2 separate regions of the Bicyclus anynana genome follow, and region 2 is linked to region 1. A link is a contact called in public Hi-C data. All regions are on one chromosome and are shown on one strand. The core of a region is the stretch at or near the end of the contact, and the rest is flanking DNA. Distances in the headings are between cores, read along the strand shown. Region 1 has its middle 11 kb from the start of LOC112042976. Region 2 has its middle 15 kb from the start of LOC112042999.

The links. A called contact is a pair of places that touch in the nucleus more often than the background predicts.
Region 2: a Hi-C map of whole body shows a contact between it and region 1, with 1.9 times the contacts expected there. The contact joins two enhancer-like sites. A contact is called at or near these places in 2 of 2 Hi-C or Micro-C datasets (whole body and whole larva).

Annotation. Positions count from the first base shown.
Region 1 is chr4:4,658,827-4,664,556 of ilBicAnyn1.1, reverse strand. No RefSeq gene overlaps it. Among protein-coding and RNA genes, the nearest start is that of LOC112042976, 11 kb to the left of the region's middle. Within about 2 kb of position 4,241, at least 8 of the 8 cell types and tissues checked have open chromatin away from gene starts, as enhancers often do.
Region 2 is chr4:4,893,044-4,899,263 of ilBicAnyn1.1, reverse strand. No RefSeq gene overlaps it. Among protein-coding and RNA genes, the nearest start is that of LOC112042999, 15 kb to the left of the region's middle. Within about 2 kb of position 1,358, at least 7 of the 8 cell types and tissues checked have open chromatin away from gene starts, as enhancers often do.

The DNA.
Region 1 (5,730 bases), core at 2,992-5,491:
TCCCCTGGGTCATCATAAGGACCTTATGGACCTGGGTGGATCGTAAGGACAACTGAGCTGCCTTATCGCTACCTCTCATCACTTAAACACGTAACTTATTGATATAGTTTCAAACTAAAGTACACGCAGGCTGTGAACGTTCCAGGCAATAATAGGGACGTCTCATTTATTATTGACAAATATTTCGCGCTGGAATACCTTTCAAAACGGCCTAACGGAAGGCGCCACATTTATTTTATTCCATTTATTGCATACAATGAATACGTAGTTACTTTGGCGGTTATTTTTTGCGTGAACGACAGGAAATCACTTGAATAAAATGGAAAGAATTTCGAACGTTCGTGCGAGGGGTAGCAGCTAGTTGCGCGTTTATGTCTATTGTTTGACAGTGCGTTTGCGCATCTCCTTTACAGATTTACATTTAAATGGCCGTTTAGCTAAGGCTTCGTTGTAAATGAAATGAGTCATTGATCTTTGTGACGTTTAAGTTTAGTGGGTATGAAATGTTAGGTTTCTAAGGCTTTTAAGAAAACGAAATGAGATTCACCTAATCTCATTTCGTTTTCTTTTTCTTGGTTTATTGCAAAAGTATAAATTATTGTATACGTTTGTGAAGATATTATCTGTATAGGTAAAGGGATGAATCCTAAATCCTTGCCACTAATTAAATATCAATAACGCAATAAGTAATGATCATATTTGTTGTTTACTTTATATGTAAATGAAATCATTTAAAATTGACTTATTAATAGGTACTAGTAGTACATTGTCTACTCAATGGCAACACGCACTGTACGAAGACTTTTGTCTTCAGGCACTGAGGAATTTCGACGATAACATACCAAACCGTCCCAATGTCGAAAGAACATTCGTATTAGGTACCAACAGCATTAGGTGACCATTGTATTGGTCCAATCTCGAAAAGTTTGCGTCTATATCTTCTGTTACCTTCAATTTGAGCAACTTCAAAGAAAAGTAAAAATACATTTTCTAGGCAAGTGTGATTTAGACCACAATAATCAAGGTACAATATAATGTCGTTGGCAATAATGCTTTCCATATGGCATGATTTTCGTTTCATAAAGAAACGACCGACGCGACGGTATAAATATTTTTTTTTCATTCCTAACGTCTGAAGTCTACCCCATATGTCCGAACCCCAATATTATTTTATTGCATACAACGTTAACCCCAAAATAAATTGCCAATTTAATCGCATAAGCGCGCAAAATAAAGGAATTAACGTCAAATAATCGCCGACAGGCAATATTTCAAGGGCCTTATTAATATTACACGGGCAATTGTGAACGTTTGCCCAAACCGTAGGTAAATGATGACGTTGCACGATCGAATGGTTAATATGTACATATTTAACCGTATAAAGCCGCGCCGGGCGGTGATCCAAAGGTTGTTTTATTTGTGAAGATTTTTCATGGATGCATTGTGTTCGTCTGTTTTTGTGTTCCCCTTTTTTTGCCCAGGACCTGCTAATCGTTTGCTTGTGTCGACATGAAACGACACGCCTCACAACACGTCGTATTTCGTATTCGTGTTATCTAATTTTCTGATACTTCTGTCTTTAACTGTCTGACGGTTAAACTTCATTCATAATTGTTATACCTATTATGACAATATTTGATTGTAGCTTGAGAAAATACTTTATTTTTAAAAAAAAAGTGAACCGCCTTACCATATCAAAACCAGCAAACTAGTAACTCAAAGTTATATAGGTAAGCAGGGCTTACCTATATAACTTTGAGTCCTATGTGGACTATGAGGAACCTATGGTTCCGAGACTTGGTCGCTAACTATGGGCCTCATAAGAAGACTCAGAGTCACACAGCGGGCGATGGAACGAGCTATGATAGGAGTATCTTTGCGTGATCGAATCAGAAATGAGGACGTCCATCGGCTGATATGATGACGATTATTATTACGCAGTATTATTTATTTTTTACTCTAGGTACTCTAGGTAGTTATCGGAGCCAACAAATTATCCACCTAAAGTTAAGTGATATCGTACTCAACAATATAGATACCAACTAGGAGTTTAATTAGGTACTAAAATTCTCATTACTGAAATAATTAATTTTCAGCTTATCAAATCTAAAATAAGTTCTGCTATAAATTCTACGATCAATTAATTTTTTCCTGTCGTCTGTCAATTCTCAGCTATCTTACGCAAAAGCTGCTAAAAGCTACAAACGGTACCTAGGTGTGTTACGTTATCATTACCAATTACATAGTTATTTGTCAAGAAAAAACAACATTTAACGGTATTTAATAAACGTTACTTAATCACAGAAATGCTTAGCCGATAAAAAATAAAGAAATATTAAAACAGTCCGGCGTTTTCTAAGGGCGATTGGGAACGCCAGCGCCATTGTGGTCCAGTTAAGAGAAATAAACGTTCCCATTGTTAGCACAAGTTCCGTATCATTAATATCGTGCAAGGAAATAACAAAAGGAGGTGAAGAATAGAATTTTTTCGCTTTCCTCGGCACTTCTGTTCCATTCTGTGAAAAATGTTTTTCAGTGTCATTTTTATTTATCTCCTCTGTTGCATGAATGGGCTTTGAGCTCGTGTGTGGCTCCTATTTTTCATGTCTTAGAGTATGAGACTCTACCTTCGAATACACTGCTTGAAATAGCGTAGTTTTTATATTTCGAAGATTTATTTTTACAAGTTGATGAGTAGGTATTAAATAAAACAGTCTATCATTCAATTATTTTTAATAAATAACGATAAGTTATAAATTAGGTATGATGATGAATGGTTTACCGCAAAAGTAGAAATCGGATAATAAATTAAAAAAAACTAGAAGTTTGATTTTTAAAATTCACTATCATATTCATCAAATAGGATTTATTGATTCGGTTAATTGCATGATAAATATATCAATATCAACAGATACATAAATCAGAGAATATTCCTCGTAACTAACTTATAAAAAAGATAAAAGTTATCAAAAAAAATTACTACCTAACCGATTCGTGTTTTTATTTAAGAGTTTTTAATTAAACTTTATTAATTGGTAAGTTCTAAAAACAGGTAGGTATTCTAATTAATAGAGATTATTGATCAAACAACCGTGGTGGTACAGCGTGTGATTGTAAGATTGTTTTATTGCTTTAAAATCTAATCCTCTAAAAGGAATCACGAAAATGCAAAACCGGCTATGTGTTTAACAAAAAATAAATATCAAAATGGCCGCCCTGTATCGGGGCGCGCGTCACAGTCCACAGACAACTAATAAAAAGAATGTCATAAGGCAAACATCACTGCGCATACAGGCTGCGCCCGGGCCGTGCGTTCCCATCCCTTCAAAGCCTGTCAGCCGGCGGAGATATGAGCCTAATTTATAATATCGCCTCTGTTGATACACTCGATAAAAAATTGTCGCGCGGATCACATGAACATAACTAGCATTTCACTTTGTCACTTTATTTTTTTCTTTTAAAAAAAAAAGCTGTTATAAAGCACTTGATAATGTCCATTAATATAAAGCTTGTATTCTCCTGAATCAGTTGCAGTCTAAGATTTTTTAAATACCTACACGTCTTTACGCACGCTTGACTTGTGGAGTGAGCTGAAGAATGCGTTACGAAAAGTGTAATCGGACGAGGCGAACGGACGTTGACAGGGAGAGCTAAATAAATTTTACTTCAATCGTGTGGTTCTGTCCTCATACTCTCAACAACGAGAGTTATGAACTTATACCTACTTGGGATTGGAAATGCATTTTGTTGTATTTGAACACTTTTTAACGTCCGTTGAAAATAGCCCAGCGTGGTGGGTCTAAGCTGCATATCCCCTCTCCAATAAAGTAGGAGTCATGATTTTCACAACAAGATTAATCTAAGAGTAACAAATATAAAAATCGATTCTTGAGAAAAAATCGAATTCCTCACGGACGAAGTCGCGGGCAAAAGCTAGTAATGCTACCTTAAGAAGAAACGCTAGATTTATAATTAATCTAGATTTATGTGTTTAGTTTATTATTCACTATTCATACTTCCAAAACTTTATTCATAAAAATAGAGCACACTAATTAATTAATCTCGAAGAAAAAACTAGACACGCTGGCGTCAAAGTATCGTAGTAATAAAACAAGTGTAGGTCCTTAGCTCGCAGACATGTGCCTGCATGAAACTCGTATTACGAGTATTGGGTATTGTATACGAGTATAGTGGGTACGGGCTGCGGGTTCGACGCGCGAAAACAGCCGCGGGCGAGTCTTTGACGCGCCGCGCCTCGCCGCGCGGTATGTCGCCGTTATGCGCCCTACACACGTCCAGTCTTACGAGATATACGTCGTCAACCCATATTCGGCTCACTGCTGAGCTCGAGTCTCCTCTCAGAATGAGAGGGGTAAGGCTATTAGTCCACCACGCTGGCCCAATGCGGATTGGCAGACTTCACACACGCAGAGAATTAAGATAATTCTCTGGTATGCAAGTTTCCTTACGATGTTTTCCTTCACAGATTGAGACACGTGATATTTAATTTCTTAAAATGCACACAACTGAAAAGTTCGAGGTGCATGCCCCGGACCAGATTAGAACCCACACCCTCCGGAATCGGAGGCAGAGGTCATATCCACTGGGCTATCACGGCTGTTACGAGACATACTAAAGGTGAATCATGAAAAGCAATGATAGCCCAGTGGAAATGACCTCTGTTTCCGATTCCGGAGGGTGTGGGCTCCAATCCGATCCGGGGCATGCACCTTCAACTTTTCAGTTGTGTGCATTTTAAGAAATTAAATATCACGTGTCTCAAACGGTGAAGGAAAACATCGTGAGGAAACCTGCATACCAGATAATTTTCTTGATTCTCTGCGTGTGTGAAGTCTGCCAATCCGCATTGAGCCAGCGTGGTGGACTCAGCGAGCTCAGAAGTGAGCCGAATATGAGTTGATAACGACGAACGAAACGAATCATGAATATCAGAATATACCTTTAAAATTGTAGGCTTTTTTACACTTACTAGTAAATAAAATAAAATAATAAATATCTACAAGAACTGAAGTAGGTAGGTACAGATTTTTTTCTTGAGATTTTTTTAGGTTCCAGCGGCTCCCTAACTAGCATGATGTCGTCGGTCCATCTAGTGGGAGGTCGTCTACACGGGGTCGTCATTCTAGCATGTTATGACTCCAACCACTACCGGCCCTTCGAACTATATGCCCCGGCCATTACTACAGTTTCCCAATTCGTTGATCTATACATTGAATTACTATGTACTACGTAGTACATAGTAATTAAATGGTTCTATATGAGCGAATATTCTTATTGCTGATTAGTCACGCAAATGTACTTCTGTAACTCAAAGCTCCATTTTTCTCTCCTATTTCTTTTGTACTATGAGTGGAAGATTGTGTTACCAAAACCATAATAATGTAAACATATTCCGTACTTCGTCACGAAAAATCACAGTCTAAAACGTGTAAAGGAGTCATAACAAGTTCTAAGCGATATCAATATTCGATACATTCAAACAGGTTAGTATGCTGCACAATGTTTATTTTTTATTGACGTGCTAAGATGTTTTATACTGAGCCTAGAAGGGTTTTTATTTTTTTTATTTCACTACAATGCAGTTGACAACGATCTCAAATGATTTAAGGTTACATATCAGAAACAAAGATAGCAGGATAATTTGAAAGAGGTAGAAGTTATTTCAGAGGTCCTAAGTTCGACTCATGAGTCAGGCTTTTCTCTTGAAAG
Region 2 (6,220 bases), core at 109-2,608, 240 kb before region 1:
CTAGCTGGAATCACTTATCGGCGCCCGCCTGCGATGCGAGAATATACGATTACAATCAAAGACCGATTTATCTTTGAAAGTTATTCCAACTTGCTAATGTTACTTTTACCGGCACTCTATCTTTGAAAGAAATTGATATATTACTGAAATATATGTATTATGGTCTTTGGATGGTGTGTTTTGGTTCACTATTTAAATGAGTTCTTTGGCACTTTTAGATCCTCCACATGTAGATTCCAACCTCTCAGCTTTTAAACCCCAGCGCTCCAAACTTTTTAGGCAGGCTCTTACACACCTTTAAAGAGACTTTCCATTCTTCTGCGTCCTTCTAGGCCCTTTCTCTGGCAGAGTTTTTTATACGAACGTCCCTCGGTGACGCTTTTGCGGTCTCATTAGAAAAATACACAATGAGAAACAAATTACCTATCGATGTTACCTATCAGCACTCAAAAAAGAGTAATAATTAGTTTATACACTGTGATATCTTAAGCAGTGCTGACTGCTTATAGGTTAGAGTTTGTTTGTTTGAACGCGCTAATCTCAGGTACCTACTACTGGTCCGATTTGAAAAATTCGGGAACGGGTTGAAACCGCGCGGCGTCATATAGTATAATATATTTAGTAATAAGTGCTTTCTTGTAACAAAGCTAGTCCTGGGAATATCACCCCATGCTTATTGCTGCCATCACACATCATTGATCTAGCTTAACACTACGCCTTACCTAACTAAAGTTAATATAAACAGAAATTATTTGCACGCAGGACGTTCTCTTGCACGCCCTGCCGACGCCCCGCGGTTTTTTCGCGTAGTTTACGCTCCCGTGGGTATACTCACTCTCACCCTCACCCACAAACAGCTCAATAGAGTCTCAATAGCTCAACGGAAAGAGCGGTCGTACTCATCACCGAGGGGTGGTGGATCGATCCCCGCCCCGTTGGACTATTGTCGTACCCATCTTCTAATACAGTCTATCCTAACTAGTTGGAGGGGAATGGGAATATTGTTCAAACTTAAAAAATATATGATAAAAAAACAACGTGCCTTTTCATTGGTAAAAGAATTTTCCGAATCGGTTTAGATCCAGAGATTACCTACCCCCTACAATTTCAAAACTTTAACTCTTTATAATATTAGTATAGAAGTTTTCAACGTAGGATAAATTGCAGATGCTTGGTCTGTAGATTATTAGATACTATGCTATAAAAAAAACACTGTAATCGCTAATCCTCTATACTAAATTAAACTAGAATCACTACATAAATATCTGAACTGCGGCGGGAGGTGTCTTATAATCAGACAAGGCAGTCAAGCCTCGCCGATCTCCCTTTGAGAAACCTCCGAGCAATCGATTCCCGATGCTTTGTTGCGGTAATTAATTGACGGCACTGTCTGACTTGTAGTTGGGGTTACCTTGTGACAGTTTATTCATTACACAGGTAGGTAGGAGATACCTAGTTTACTATTGACATAAAATAGACGCCTATATTTTTTATTCTTTGATTGTTTGACCAATTAACGCTTAACTGCGATCTCACCTTATGTTAAGTGTCGATGCAATCTAAGATGCTATTGTGCTGATTTGGATAGAAAAGGTGTAGGCGTACCCTATAGTTCGTGTAATATATATTACCTAGTATCTAGATGGTATATACACAAAAACTTCGGTCAACATATCATTAGTAGTGGTAATAGATAACAATGGTTAATATACATATGTTTTCCATCACCGTTTGAGACACGTGATATTCAATTTCTTAAAATGCACACAACCAGTAGTCCAGAACTGAAATCTTGGAGGTGCATGCCCCAGACCAGATACGAACCAGCACCCTCCGGAATCGGAGGCAGAGGTTATATCCATTGGGATATCACGGCTCATCATCATTCTGAGAGGAGACTCGAGCTCAGCTGTGAGCTGAATATGGGTTGATAACGAATATACATATACTAGTTTGTCCAGGATTTTTTAGGCAGTCTACTCGCAACAATTTTCTAATCAGTTTTCATCCAATAAACCAGATAGGTGAAAGTCGTTTTTACCGCGGATTTTTAGACTACATTAGAAGTAGTTCCTACTTAAGTAGCTACTATAGAAATATTTTAAAGTCCAAGTAAAATAAAGAGTAAAATTCTGCAGAAGCAGAAGACAAATGAACTACCTATATTATTTCCTGTGCAATTTCTCTCCTAAAGAGACACCGCTTACCGCTGTGCCAGTTGCCTATACAGAAAATTGGAATAATATACAGTTCCCTCGCAAGTTGCAATATATTACGTGTCACCTAATGTAGATAGAGGATATGCAACGTGGGAAAGAGGTTTCGTAGAAAAATAATCAATATACAGAGGTATATATTCTCATATTCACAGCTGATAAGTAGAGACTTAGCTACTCGTAAGTCGTATGTCTACTATTCATCAGGTACCTACTAGTACATGCCTGCGATTTCATCTGCGTGGAAACCCTTGATTACCATAAAAGGTTGTAGTGGTTCAACCAAGGGTCACAGTATCGTGCATCACTTTTAAAATGGAACAATTCTGTCAAACAATTTTAGATACCTATTTTTTCTCAATATAAAAGGCCAAGGAATATAATCGCAAATCTGTATATCTGAGGTAATCAAGGTTATTTACGTAACAATGTTGTGATTTAATCAATTTTGGGAAAATCCATTTTCCTTGCGGCGCGGAGCTTCCGTAAACGTAATTTCACTAAATGGTGTTTAGCTGCGAACGCAATCTCGTAAATAACAGGTAAGAAGATGTTTTATTTATAAGGCTATTTTACCATACTTTGTCTTAGGTATAAATGATAAATATTATTATACTCTATAACCATATAAAAGTAAATAGGTCTAAAATCCAGAATTCCAACATTTTGAAAAGTGGAACGTATATGTTAGTAGAGGTATACTTAAGTAAACTATGGAGTTTATGATCATGGTGGCTTTGGGAGATAGCAGGTAACAAAGTGCAAGAATCAAACGTGGCTTTGGCAGATAGAAGGTAACAAAATGCAAGAATCAAACGTGGCTTTGGCAGATAGCAGGTAACAAAGTGCAAGAATCAAACATGACTTTTTTATATATATTTTTCGGGAAATAGAACAATCATGGCGTTATTTGTCGGACACTGATTTCGTACCAACCATTTGACAAATACTGTTAAAGATATACTTTCTTTTATTGAAAAAGAATACTAGGAAACTTAGCTAACTTATTCTGATAACTATACAAATCTTGGTTATGTGGAATCGTGGCAAGAATACTGGTTGCATTTCAGACAGGCTGATCCTTTGCACGAAAAATGACCCAGCCCCTCTGTCACGGGTCACCAGTAGAGGCAACTAGCTGCGGTGAAATACTTAGTTCGGAGAACTTTATTGGCACTGCAACACCATGGTCCAAGGGTCTCCATGGCAAAAGGAACAAATATGTAAGTAACTCTCATAGAGGCATACTTGTGCCACTTACCTACTGGTTTCAGTTTTTACTTTGAGATATTTGTACTTAAATAAGTTTCAGGATTTCTGACGAAGGACTAAAAAGTATGTAATGGAATGGAATGTCAAAAAGCGACATGAGCGAGACAAGACCCTAATGGTTCTGTTGTACGCACAACCGTGAGCCATTAATTATTATATGTTGATGGTAATGATGATGTGAGTGATGGGTTTTCTTCAAATCATTAAAGCTAAGATTATAAAAGAAATTAGTATGTCATCATCATCATCATCATCTCCTTACCCTTATCCCACTTAAGTGGGGTCGGAAAAATATGTCAATCTTTTCCATTCGTCTCTATTACTTGTCAACTCATCATACACTCCTTTTACACACATGTCCTCTTTCACACAATCCAACCATCTCTTCTTTGGCCATCCTCTCCTCTTATGACCTTCCACTTGCACATTCAACATTTTTCTAGGAATATGACTTTCCTCTCTACGCATTACATGTCCATACCAAGCTAACCTTCTACTCCTCAATTTTTCTGTCACTGGCGCCACCTTCAGACTTCCTCTTATATACTCATTCCTTATTTTATCTATTCTTGTCACACCACACATCCATCTCAACATTCGCATTTCGTTCACATGCATTCGTTTACTATCCGTCCCTTTCACCGCCCAACATTCTGAACCATACAGCACGACAGGTCTTACAACCGTTTTGTATATTTTACCCTTAAGTCTAAGAGGCATTCGCGGGTCACATAGTACACCTGAGACCTGTCGCCATTCATCCATCCCGCATTCATTCTACTTTTCACGTCTCGGTCCACATTGCCATCGTTTTGAAAAAGCGATCCGAGGTACCGAAAATCGGAGCAAGCTGGTAGGGTTACACCATTTAATGCAATTTTGGAAGATTGAGATGTACCGCTAAAGTCCAAGAATAAATATATATGTATGTACTATAAATAGTATGTATGTACTATAAAAAAAACATTTTATCACGACGAAGAATTGAAGATTTGGATCAAATTGGATGTTACGTTTTGCGGCTATGTTTCGACCCGGCTAGCTCCTCACTAGTCACATTAATCCCTATGAATTAGGGCGCCGCCTTGTCCACTAGATAAGGCGACTTTTACGGCATAGTTTGCAATTTCCTTGCGGCGATCCATTTACCGGTTTTCCTGAAAAGGTATATTTTCACATAGTACACCTGAGACCTGTCGCCATTTCATCCATCCCGCATTCATTCTACTTTTCACGTCTCGGTCCACATTGCCATCGTTTTGAAAAAGCGATCCGAGGTACCGAAAATCGGAGCAAGCTGGTAGGGTTACACCATTTAATGCAATTTTGGAAGATTGAGATGTACCGCCAAAGTCCAAGAATAAATATATATGTATGTACTATAAATAGTATGTATGTACTATAAAAAAAACATTTTATCACGACGAAGAATTGAAGATTTGGATCAAATTGGATGTTACGTTTTGCGGCTATGTTTCGACCCGGCTAGCTCCTCACTAGTCACATTAATCCCTATGAATTAGGGCGCCGCCTTGTCCACTAGATAAGGCGACTTTTACGGCATAGTTTGCAATTTCCTTGCAGCGATCCATTTACCGGTTTTCCTGAAAAGGTATATTTTTAAGTTAATTAAGATTAAGCTATTGTATTTTAAATATCTTTAAACTCTAAGAAAAAGGCTGTGGCTAGTAGTGGACATGGACATAGCAAACAAATTGGCCAATAAGAGAGAATCATTTAAAAGTTATCTTGTATTTCAATCGGGTTCTTTAACTGTGGAGCTAAAAGGATATAATTAACAATTAATAAAAAAAACTACAAATCGGAAAGATGTTTAATCATTGATTTAACATCTTCTATCATATATATGTCAATGATATGTCCTGTTAAAATCGGTTCAGCCGTTTCAAAGATTAGTCCGAACAAACACACAAACAGGCAGACATACAAAATTTAAAAAAAAATGGTTTTTCGTATCGTGTAAATAAATAACTTCAAGTTCTTGATTTAGACACATGTTATTTTGAAATCATAGAGAGACTTGTATATTACATACATGTACTTATTAGTAGTAAGTGATAATTTATCTAAATTATTTACTCAACTTACTTTTTATTTTTCTTATAGGACCCATTCACACTTAACCAGACTAAATACCTACATGGCAACTGCATCGAAGTTCAAAACCTTTACGCCATTCAATACCGACACACGCCGGCAAATTGCATTTTGGAAAGGGCCCGCATTTCCCGTCCGACGAACGTAATTTGGTGATCACTCATCAGTGAATTACCGCGCCTGTGAACGTCTCAGATCCCAGCGGCTCGGATCTGTAACAAGGCAATCAGTCTATTACGCAAATTATGCCATATATTGCGTCTAATAATCCAATTTGCTTCTTAGTTTTGTTGTCTACTTGCATCTACTTAGTGCACTTGCGTCTTAAGGTATTGCAAATGTGATGCGATATGCTATGCTTGGGCTTAAGAAATGTCGAAAAAACCCACAATTAATACATCAATACATAAAACTTCAAAACCATTGTGTTTTCTTTAGTTGTTATCTTTATTTACACGGTACTAAAATATGAAATGTTTTTTAATTTTTGTCGGTCTGTCAGTTTGTCCGTGCTAATCTTTGGAACGTCTGGACTGATAGGAGTTCACTGGAAAATAGAGGAGGTCAATAACCTCATGCTGGAAAATCTATGGTTCTCACAGGACTAGTGAAAA